Linked DNA regions of Mus musculus: region 2 is linked to region 1. The links are chromatin contacts, called in public Hi-C maps. All regions are on one chromosome and are shown on one strand. The core of a region is the stretch at or near the end of the contact, and the rest is flanking DNA. Distances in the headings are between cores, read along the strand shown.

Region 1 (5,808 bases), core at 2,008-4,507:
CAGAGCTCTTGACCCTTGGCCTTCCACCACAGCTATCAAGAAGTGCCATTTCGATTAAATAAATCTTCTCCAGGCTTACTGCCGTGATTTAAGTTCGTCCTTTTTCTAAGATTTCACGGTTCAGAATTTGGCGTTCCCTGAACATCCAGGTGTTCTGCTTAGAGTCAAACGCCACTTGCTGAGTTGTTCTCCACCCTGGAGCATGTCTCCCCACATCTGCCCTTGCACGCCCATGTCATAGGTAGCCCCTCCACCACACCAAGGTAAGGTTAGCTTGGACAACCTGATCGCTGAGCTCAATATTGCAGAGCATGCCACAAGGCCCATGAGGAACACTGGCCTTAGCCTCGTTAAGGCTGCATACACATAAACCCACTGAAAAAGAATAGAAAGAGTTCTGCAGGAAAGTCCCCCGAGTTGAGGCCAGGCTAGCCCCGAGTCTCATGCATGTCCTATCACTGAATAAGTACCCTACCTAGATGTGTGTGAGTAATGTCCTGTCTGCCCAGAGACTCAAGCTGGTACTGTCAGAGCCACTGACCCTCGGTCTAAACAAAAGCCATAGGACTTAGGCAAATGGGTTGCCTGTTATAGGAAGGAGTCAGCTGGTAGGTGAGAGTAGTCAGGGAGCTTTGACTCCAATGGAAGTGAAAGGACTCAGGTCCAGGGAAGCCACGGAGCAGAGGGTAGTCGTGTTCAGTTTGGGAGAGGAAATGAGGAGCTGCTGGCTCTGAGACCCACTTCAGTGCACACACGCAGGAGTAGGGACTAGAAAAGCAGAAGGCCTAGCCCAGCATCAGAGAAGCACAGTGCCCAGACCCTTGCGAGTTCATAGTGGGCAAGGTGTGCCCCTGGAAGGGAAGGGCAGGCAAAGTTTTGTCAACTTAAGTTTCTAACTAAATAAAAAAGACAAATCCTTTCTCTTTTCATAAAGACTTGAAGGCTTGAAACTAGAAAAACTAGAATTTCCAAAGGCCCCAACCAATGGTAAAGAGCTCAGACCCAACGCATAAAAGACACAAAAGTTTGGAAACTGGCAAATTCGGGCAGAGCTGAGAACCAGCAGGACGGGTGGTGAACACAGCAAGGGAGGGGGTGGGGGACTGGGGGTGGCATTGGGAACTGAGGATAGATCAACCAAAGTCAGGTCATAAACACACAGATCCCTAGAGTGGCCCGCCGGAAGCCTCATCCGAGCTCGGGCCCAGGAAGGAACCTTGCGTCCTAGCACAGAAGCCACTGTGCAACGCCATGCAGAGGCCCCACCACCACAGGAAGGGCTGTGATGGGAGAGTGGCACTCTGGGGCACTGAAAGGCGGGTGCCAGTGAGAAGTCACGGAGCGCTACGCTAAGCAGACCGACCCATCCTTCCAGGTTTCCACCCACCCACTCGTCCCTTTTCCTACCCAATCACCACTCATACTCTTCCATCCGTTGATCTATCCTTCCGTGAATCCACGAGCCCACCATCCACCTTCCTCTATCCACTGGTCTGTCTGTCCCTTCACCCATCTATTCATCTCCCATCCACCTATCCATCATCCCTCCAGATGAACTTCTTTATCCATCCGCCCGCCTATCATTTGCCTGCTTATTCAATGAATTGCCCATCATGGGACACTTTAAGAAACTGGAGCTATAAGAATGAGCAAAACCATGCTACCTGCAGCTGCAAAGTCTCTTAAACAGGCCAAATGTTTGGGAAAACAAAAAAGATGAACTGAGTCTTAAAGCAGATCCAAGGGCGATGAGGAAGCTAGAGGCAGTGAGAGGTGAGGCAGAGAGAGGGTTGCGGCCAGCTGCAGCGCTCAGACAGAGCAGACCCTTTAACCCACATGGATCGTGACATGAGGTTGCCTTTGGACCCGGGATCTCTTTCAAGCCCAAAGATTCTGAACAGACCTGAGGAAGAACCTCCAGCCTCAGGTATACCCACAAGTAAACCCAAGTAGAGAAGTGAGAGACAGCATCCTGCAGGCTGGCTTTGCAGAGGAGACCTCAGAGACCAGCAGACTGACAGGGCTAGCCACTGATGCTTGCTTTCTGGCTGTTCCAGGGGCCACACTGAGGGCTGAAAATGCTGAAAGCACCATGAGAGCAGTCGTATCACAGACCAGTCTGTGCCATCACCAGACAAGCTCTCTTCTAGGCAGGCTTCAGTGTGCTGAAGGCCCAGAGGAGGTGGGAACTTGTGTCAGTTCACACAGCTGCAAGGGTAACCCACGCCGGCATCAGCGGTGTCCGTATGGAGTCCGCAGGGATGGGTCTAGAGTATGTAAATATCTAGGATCGGCACCATAAGAAGGTGTCAGGAGATGATGGCTCAGGCCTCAAAACTTCTATCAAACTGGCAAAGCACCACTGCCCAGGACAGAGGTTTACTATCCAAACACCAGCCAATGGCTTTTGCTTTGCAGATTATATATTTATCCCAGAAGCAGGGAGACCAGTCACTCCTGGCTGGGGAGCCATCTCAAGTACCCAGAGGGTGGGTGAGGGAATAGAACTCCTTTGGCATAGGTCCTAGAATGCTGCTGTCACTCCAGGCCCTGACTCCGCCCCTCCAGGCAACTGTCACTCCAGCCCTTCCTTCCCTCCCTCCCTCCCTCCCTCCCTCCTTCCTCACTCCAGGCAGACTGCCAGGTTCTAGTCTGTCCTCCCTTCCCCCTTGGGAGTTTCCAGCTTTGTTTGACTTTCTCACCTCCTGGGGGACTGAAGAACCACAAGCTCAGGTGGCCCAGCCCCTCCCCGCTGGCCAAACTACCCAGATCTCAACAGAGGACCCAGACACCTGCTGCCCCTCGCCAAGGCTCCTAGGAGAAGGGGCAGCCAGTGGGAGAGGAAGCCCTGAGGCCAGGAGGGGCCACAGTGCTGGGGCTTGTCCAGGGTCTGTCTTTTTCTGATGACTTCATTGTCTTTGAAGCAAATTCTTAGAACTCCAGTCACACCCATTTTTTAAATATATATATATATATATATATATATATATATATATAAAATGCATTCCAGCGGTAAAGAATCAGCTCTCCACCCACCCGCAAGGTTCCCTACCTGGAGAAGCCACCTGCCTGTCTGAGGGTGGGGGCCTGCAGAGCCCGAGGGGGGAGAGGGGGTGTCACCCCGAGCCTCAGTGTTCTGAGCAGCTTCCAAAAGGGTCCTGTACTGCAATGACATTTGGAACACACCCCCTAGAATACAGCCACCTCCATGGCCTTGAAGCCACTGGGCAGAGGAGACCAGAAGATAACGAACCCCCTGTGGTACAGGAAGGGCTGCCAGAGGACACACCCACATCCCGATCCCCAGAGCTGTGTCTCTTTTCAGCCAGTGAGAGGAGCTCAGAGTGAAGACCCAGAGACTGGAAAACTATGGCACAGGGACAGACAGACAGACGGCCAGACGGCCCAAGTGACAGCATGCAGTGTGCTTTTTGTAGATTTAAACGAACTTTTTAACACAGTGGTTCTCAACCTGTGGGTTGCACAACCCCTTCAGGATTGCGTTATCAGACAGATATCCTGCCTATCGGATATTTACGTTATGATTCATAACAGTAGCAAAATTACAGTTATGAAGGAGCAATGAAATAACTTTATGGTTGGGGGGGGGGGTCACCGTGACATGAGGAACTGTATTAAAGGGCTACAGCATTAAGGACCACTGTTTTAACACAATTTCTTTTTTTTCTTTTCTTTTCTTTTTTTTTTTTTTTTTTCCGAGACAGGGTTTTTCTGTGTAGCCCTGGCTGTCCTGGAACTCACTTTGTAGACCAAGTTGGCCTCGAACTCAGAAATCCGCCTGCCTCTGCCTCCCGAGTGCTGGGATTAAAGGCGTGCACCACCACGCCTGGCTTTAACACAATTTCTGATTTGAAAAAAAAATATGCATGTGTGCATGATATATATATATATCAGTTGAAAAGTTCACGAAGTTGGTTCCTTCCTTTACATAGTTCTGGAGATTAAACTCAAACTGCCAGGCCTGTGTAAGTCCCTTTGCCTCCCTGAGCCATCTCACTGGCCCTTTAACACGGTATTTAGCAGTTGGTATGGGGACAGAAGGAAAGGAGAAGGGAGGGAATGGGAGAGAATGAAAGGGATGGACAGACAGAAACAGAGACAGGAGGGAAGGAGGAGGCAAGGAAGGGAGACCTCAAGACTGGGAGGCCTTTATCCTGTGGGGTGGGGTCTGGCTGGAAGTCTGAATCACATAGAGCAGGCACAGCAGCCAACTGGGAACTCTAAGGCCTTCACAGACAGAAAGAACTACCCAGGACATGGACACACACGCACTGAAGTATCAGTCTTCAAAAGTCTGTCCTCAGCCCGAGCAGGGATACTGGAGACTTCCCTCAGCATGGGAGCCCTCTCCACACAGTGGTGTGCTGAGGAAATCCTCCTCTGAATAGGTCTTGTGCTAACTTCTTGCTTGGAATCAATGCCTTCATAGCTCTTGCTCTGGCCCCTATGGTCCCAGGCAAGACAGAGGGGCTTTGTCTGATGCTATGGGGAAGATGGATGGGGCGGAGACTAGCAAACGGTTGCCTTCCCTAAAGTCCTCTGGGGTCACCACTCAGGTCAGAGGCTCAATTTCTCTATGGAAGCTTGAAGGTCAGGGCTCCACAGTGGCATTAAACAGGGGGAACAGCCAAGCCCTGGCCACACGCTGAAGTCACGGGGTCTGGTAGCTCTCTTATGCCCTCAGCAAATTTCTACTGACAACCTAGTGGGTGCCAGAGGTAGCAATCACAAAATTATGGATCCAAAGATTATACCCCACACCCGAGAGCTGGGGCTTTATACACTCTGCAGAATGAGGTTCATGACACAGAGAGAGAGAGAGAGAGAGAGAGAGAGAGAGAGAGATCACCCTGGGTTACTGGGAGAAGAGACAAAGCCATCATAGCATTCTGTAGGAAACGGATGGGGAGGATGGAATGTGGGATGCAAGGATGGAGGTTGCAAAGGGCAACACAGGTAGCTGCTGAGGCTGAGGGGAAAGCAGGCTCTCCACCGAGGCCTCCAAGAGGAGGCAGACTTGCCCAAATCCTTCAGTTTAGAGCCCAAGGCCCTCCCCATCCCCAAGTGAGCCCAGCTGTGATGACCTGCAGCCCTCCAGCCCAGACAGTGTATAAAACAGAGATGCCCACAAGTCAGGTGAGGGAAGCTAGGCCCCATCTCACCCATGGCTGAGACACCCAATACAGGACTGACCAGACAGCCAGTCATGTCCCTACTACTAACTCCGCTTTTCTTACTCACTCTTCTTTGGCCATCTGCAAGCTGACTGATAAGGCTCAGGTTGCTCTTGCTTCTGGCTCAGACCCCTGTGTACAACCATGCTCAGGAAACTGCCTCTTAGCAAGAGCACACCTGCCCCAGGCAGGAACTAGACCCACGCACATATGCGCACACATATGTGAGCACACACACACACACACACACACACACACACACACACACGGGCAAGAAGCAAAAGGAATCATGGGGCAGAGTAAGTTGTTCCCTGAAGTGACGGTCTAGAACTGCCTAAGTCTGGCACCGGTGAGTAGGACTTATTTAGGCATAGGCTCTTGCAGGTATAGGGGAGCTCAGAGGAGGACATGTTGGATTCGGGATGATTACTCCAATGGCTGATGTCTGTGTAAGAGAGAATTTAGACCAGGCCACAGGAAGCATGCACTGTGGAGAGGTATAGGCAGTAGCCATGCAGCATAGGTCAAGTGGCTAACAAGTCCTGAAGAGACAGGAAGCACCCCCCCCACCCCCACTTTGGGCATACCTCGACCATGGCCTTCGGGGCCTTCA
Region 2 (5,808 bases), core at 2,421-4,920, 150 kb after region 1:
GCTTATATAGTTCTAACTCACAAGCTATAAGGGCGAACTGTGGCTTATACAGTTTAACTCTGGGTCCCTCTGCTCAGCAGCCATAGTGCCACCTGGAAGATGAGGCTGGGGGCCCAGGACCCCAGCTTTCTCACCTCAGCATCCACCACCTTTACCCTAGGGCTAGGACAAATGACTCTCGGTAGTTTGGCATACCCACTTCTGCCTCTGGAATGCCCCACCTGGACCTTGCCCGTGGGGAGTCTCTTCCTTGTTGAGATTTTGCCGCTCGAGTATGACCCACGTTGGTGGCAGTGCTCACAGCTCAGTCTTGAGGACAAGTTCCTGTGTGGTCTCATCCACTTCCTCCTGGGCCTTAGTCTACAGTAGCAGCTCTGCGATGCTCAGATCTTGGGACAAGAAGCTGCCTATTCCCTGTCCTGACATTCCTGGTGACAATTCACGTGTTCTATGGTACCCTGCTTCCCCTTCCCAGGTCACTCACCTGTCTTCTGGAGTAGGGGTCACCATGGGACCTGTTTGGGAAGGAGGGACCCTGCCTTGCCTTTTAGCGCTGGCCTCAAGGTAGTGCACCCCACACCAGGGTCTTCAGGTGGATTTCTCCTAGGTTGAAGTGTGACCTCAGAGACTCAGAGTTAAATGGCGTTCCATTATATATTGGGTTCCATGCTGCCTCCCCAACTCCCAAGAAGGTCAGGCTCTCCCTGTGCTCCTAGCAGGAGCATTCAGCCATAAGCTGACCCTATCCCTGCTACTGTCCCTGCAGCCTCTGCTTCTCTTGCCCACTATGCATCCCGTAGCCCCAGCCCCACTCTAAGGCTCTAGCCCTTCCCTCTCTCCTTTCTTCCTTGGTGGGTGAGCTTGCCGGGCCCTGAGTCAGTTCTGAGGACGTAGAGGGTCCAACTAGGATGTGGAAGGAAAGGAAGTAGAAAGTGAAGATCCCAGGAGAAGCAAGGGGCTTATTGTTTTATTCTGAGGATGGGGAAGAGTTCAGGAGCCTCCTGGAAGCCTGAAAGTGGAGGGGTTGGAGTGAATGACATTTCAGGGGTCAGAAGGAAGACTTCCTAGTTCCTGATCGTGTTAGTGAACTGTGGGGAGAGAAGGGCCGTGTAGGCACACTTCAAACATACATAGTGCACACTTCCATATACTGCACAACACATACTTGTGTCTTAGTTAGGGTTTCTAGTGCTGGTACAAAACACCATGACTAAAAAGCAAGTTGGGGAGGAAAGAGTTTATTCAGCTTACACTTCCACATAGCTGCTCATCACCAAAGGAAGTCAGGACAGGAACTCAAACAGGGCAGGAAACTTGAGGCAGGAGCTGATGCACAGGCCATGGAGGGATGTTTCTTACTGGCTTGCTTCCATGGCTTGCTCAGCTTGCTTTCTTATACAACCCAGGACCACCAGCCCAGGGATGGCCCCACCCACAATGGGCTGGGCCCTACCCAACTGATCACTAACTGAGAAAATGCCTTTCGGCTGGATCTCATGGATCCATTTCCTCAACTGAGGCTTTTTCCTCTCTGATGACTCTAGCTTGTGTCAAGTTAGCACACAAAACCTACAATGTTTGTAGCCCACATACCCCACAGATACTCATACGCATGTTCACACTGCACCCTGAAGCTGCAGGGACAGCTACTGTGTGCCCGTGGCCCAAGCCAGTGCAGGCTGGGATGGCTGGTATTCCAACACTCCAGAGGAGGGCATACATACATACATGGCTGGCCAGAGAAACAGGATGGAGTCGCCACCCAAGGGATGTGATCCAGGCTGCTGCTGGGGTGTATAGCTCCCTCAGGGTGTGACAGGCAAAGAGACAAGACTCCAACTGAAGGCAGAGTCTGTTAGGCCAGGTAAAGACTTGTGATGACCATGAGCTGAGCTGGAGGCAGGGAGCCAGGGAGGTGACTGGTGTGAACCCAGCCTAACCATATTGGAGTATCACCCAGCTTTGGCCTAGTGTGGATAGAGAGGTGTGTGATATTCTCATTAGTAAGCTATTTTTTTCCCTGGGCTTAAGGATGAAACCAACAATTCTATTAAAATTAATAGGAATGGCGAGAGCCTCTTGCTTATGTGACTTCACTTGCCTGTTGAAAAATAGACCATACACCCATGGGGAAAGCACCTTGGTGCTTGCTGGGCTCTGTCCTCAACAGCCCTCCGGCCTTCAGGGCTTCGGGAGCCGACAGATCCCACCTGTCCCCCGAAGTGCACTTCCACGAGGGCTGCAGGCGTTTGCTTCATGAACTTTGCCTTTGTCCCCTTTAAGGTCCGAGGAGCAGCCAGCACAGCCTCAGCAGCCACCAAAGGGACAGAGCCAGGCCAGCAATGGCACAGGCACAGGTAGGCCCCCCTGGGAAGGGGTGGTTCTCTCCCTAGCCAGGGCTCTCCCATATGGGACTCTCCTGCCACCAAAACTGGGTCAGTGCCCTCACTGTGGCTTAAGTCACCCCGAAGGTGATCTCATTTCCGTGCACAGACATGACGTGTTGTCTAGTTTGGCCAGGCCTCCTGAGAGGCACCAAAAGGCACACACTGGCTTTGCTACGTTCACTCACTGACCTGTTCCCCATGACTAGTCATCCCATGTGGGCACGTCCCCTTGCTCCCTGCCTTAGCGCTCACATCCATCTTGTGACATACTTCAGCTTCTAGAGTTGCCCTTTAGAGGAGAAGGGAGCTCTGTCCTCTGTGTACTTCTTGCAGGTCCTGGCTGCACCCTGACAGACAGTGTCCGTCCAGCATACTGACCATTCACAAGACTCTCCCTCCCTATGCCAGGAAGCTTGGCATAAGCTATGGCTTAGGTCATTGGCTCTGGGCTGCCAGCATCAGGAAGAGGCCCAGAAGAGGAGGCCATTCCTAAGGTTCTCCCAGGTCCAGCCTCACTCCACCCACTGGCAGCCAGCCCCAGTGCAGGTCTGGCAGCTGCATCCCCTGGGAGGTGGCCTCCTCGGGCCATCCGGAGGATCCCTGGCCAGTTCCCAGGCTTAGATGGAGAGCCCTTAGCTTGTGAATCTTGATTACCAGGCCAGGAGCAGCACAGAAGACCCCAAGACCCTTAGTGCTTGGTGGCAGTGAGGCTTGAGAACTCGGGTCACCCAGCTCCTTGCTCCTTCACAGGGGCTGGGGACCCTTTGTCTTCTCATTAAGGTCAGGCCTTTTTAAAAAATTTTATTTATTTATTTATTTTTGATTTCTCGAGACAGGGTTTCTCTGTGTAGTCCTGGCTGTCCTGAAACTCACTTTGTAGACCAGGCTGGCCTTGAACTCAGAAATGTGCCTGCCCCTGCCTCCCAAGTGCTGGGATTAAAGGCGTGCACTACCACTGCCCGGCCTATTTTTTTCTCTTTTAAAAAAAGATCTATTTTTATTTTATACGTACGAGTGTTTTGCCGTCATGTGTGTCTGTACCATATAAGTATCTGGTGCCCATGGAGGCTGGAAGAAGGGGCATAGAATCTCTCGGAACTGGAGTTACAGATGTTTGTAAGCTACCATGTGGGTGCTGGGAATCGAACAAGTGTCCTCTGAAAGATTAGCTGGCACTTCTAGCCACTGAGCCATCTCTCCACCCACAAACCTTACTTTGATTGCGTGGTCTCCAGGTGTGGTGGGCTGTGTGGGACTGTGTGCCTTCTCCACACTGTGGCCCTCGATCACCCTCCAAGACAGGAAGGATGTGGTAGAGGAGAGGGACCACACCCTGGCTCTGCCACATCCTAGATAAATGAAGGAATCTGGTTATCAGGCAGACACCTGCCTCAGTCTATCCCTGGACCTCAGCTGTACCCCTTGGAGCATGAAGCACTGCTTTAGGCCTTTTCCTTCCTAAGAAGCTAGCTCTACGTGTGGCAGAAAACATCCCCCACCCTGGAAGTCAAGCAGGGGCCTTAGGACTTCAGGACCGACTGAAGACCTGCTTCCTACAGGCAGATGGCCATGTTCCCTGGATCCGGCTGGGGTCCACAACCCATAGATAGACCCTGTCAGGTTTTCTTTTTTACATTTTGATTTCATGAGGCAAGGTCTCTCTGTGTAGCCCAGGCTGATCCTCCTGCATCAGGCTCCCTGACCAGTGTTGGGACTTCTGATGTCCCGCATCATGCCCAGCCTGGACTTACACTTTTAAATAGCGTTTTATATATTTAAATGCTTGGGGAAAAAAACACAAGGAAGGTGATTTTCCAGTAACTGAACCGTGTGTCCAGTGTCCATAAATAATCCAATGGAGACACAGGCTGGCCAGTCTTTTGCCTGGCCTTTAGACGGCCTTTGGCTCCCATACAAGCTTCTGTGCCTACCTGGATCCACCTGCAAACCTTGGTGATGGTAATAAAGCCAGATAGGCCTGCAGGCTGTCTGGGTAGCCCCAGAAGACACATATCTCAGCCCACCTACCTTCTCCCCCTACCCCGTAGCCTCCACTCTAGTGACCCATGTCCCTCAACTTTGTTTACATTGACTATTGTCCACTCTCTCTGACTCCACAGCACACCTGGTGTGTTTTCTTTAAGTTTTAATTAATACATGATATCTGTGTTTATGGCACCCCAGGTGTCTGGTGGTGTTTGAGTGCTGCCTGCCAGTCCCAGGCTTTTAAATTATGGTGGAGCAGTGCCCCCTGCAGGCAACTCCACATCTTGTTTTCTTTAGGGTGCAGTCTGGGGGCACTGCCAGGCAGCCTCAGCCCTGGCCTTCTCTTGGGTTGTGAGACACAGCCGATCTCTGTGAGCTCACCTTGGCCAGCAGCTTGGTCTCTGGGCCTTGTAGCCCACTGTGCCCTACACACACTGGCTGGACCCCAGGACCTGGCATGGTGAACTCCCTCAGCCTCTTCCCATGGTCAGACACGGCCTGGACATAAGCCCAAGGTTGCTGGGAATTTGAGGTCTGGAGATTGCTGCGGTCAAGTGTGAGGCTGGAGACATCATGCTTTGGAGGGTCTCTGTGGCTGGGTGGCTATGGCCTGCATCTTTTGGTTTGAACCTAGTGTCTTCAGGGAGCTAAGGCCTTCCTTCACAGGCTCCTCTGGCTGGGCCCTTCACACCTCGCTCCGGAGTGTAGCCTTCACTCCTATAAACCTTTCCCTTATCCCCACCCAGACTGACATTTTCTGTGAGGCCCCATGCCTGCCCTACCTCTCCATCCCACCTCAGGAGGGGCTGTGTAGACCCTGCAGCACCCCTCTCTGATGTCTGCTCCTCCCCACAGAGCGCCGCAGCCAGGGCTTGGCCTCCCGTGTACAGAAGTGGTTCTATGAGAGGTTTGGGGAATACATCGAGGACTTCCGCTTCCAACCAGAGGAGAACACAGTAGAGACGGAGGAGCCCCTCAGCGCCCGCAGGTAGGGGCGCCTCACCGAGACCAAGGGTCTTCATGCTAGGACCAGGGCCCCGCACTAAGCATCAGTGGGCCAGTCAGTCTTGATATCCTGTGGAAGGGGCTGCCACAAGCTCCTAAAGACCCCCTGTGCCTATGTTTCTGGGCCACCTCCTCGGAGGGGCTCGTGGGAAAGTAGAATCATGTCCCATCCATGTTGACTGACTTGTGCTTTGTGACAAAAGTCACGTGAGGGTTGTGTGTGCCCGGTGTCCATCGTGGGGGTTGGATCACTTGACGGTTCATGGACCGGGTCCGTAGACAGAGGCTCCCCATAAGCAGACGTTCTCATGGGCCCCAGGGGTTCTAGAGAGCCAGACCATCAAGGTGCCTCCTGAGCTGCAAGGGTACCCAAGGGCACTCAGTACTGTGCTCTGGTCACTGTGCATTGTCTCCAGGCTCCTGAGGGTCC

What was found. A called contact is a pair of places that touch in the nucleus more often than the background predicts.
Region 2: a contact with region 1 is called in a Hi-C map of the G1E-ER4 cell line, with 3 times the contacts expected there. The contact joins two enhancer-like sites. A contact is called at or near these places in 1 of 15 datasets of contacts at CTCF or cohesin (large pre-B cells), 6 of 484 Hi-C or Micro-C datasets (CD8 T cells, the G1E-ER4 cell line, Th1 cells and 2 more), 2 of 115 datasets of contacts at active chromatin or transcription factors (acute myeloid leukemia and pancreatic cancer cells) and 3 of 9 other capture datasets (adipose tissue, liver and pancreatic islet).

The regions. Positions count from the first base shown.
Region 1 is chr15:85,967,269-85,973,076 of GRCm38.p6, forward strand. The region is part of intron 2 of Celsr1 (cadherin, EGF LAG seven-pass G-type receptor 1); the gene reads right to left. Among named protein-coding and RNA genes, the nearest start is that of Celsr1, 64 kb to the right of the region's middle. Within about 2 kb of position 3,258, at least 106 of the 459 cell types and tissues checked have an H3K27ac peak or open chromatin away from gene starts, as enhancers often do. A contact at or near this core is called in the G1E-ER4 cell line, where this site is marked.
Region 2 is chr15:86,119,896-86,125,703 of GRCm38.p6, forward strand. It overlaps Gramd4 (GRAM domain containing 4), which reads left to right. Exons shown (of 19, transcript NM_001379572.1): 5 at 2,284-2,357; 6 at 5,229-5,361. Among named protein-coding and RNA genes, the nearest start is that of Gm15722, 31 kb to the left of the region's middle. Within about 2 kb of position 3,671, at least 49 of the 459 cell types and tissues checked have an H3K27ac peak or open chromatin away from gene starts, as enhancers often do. A contact at or near this core is called in the G1E-ER4 cell line, where this site is marked.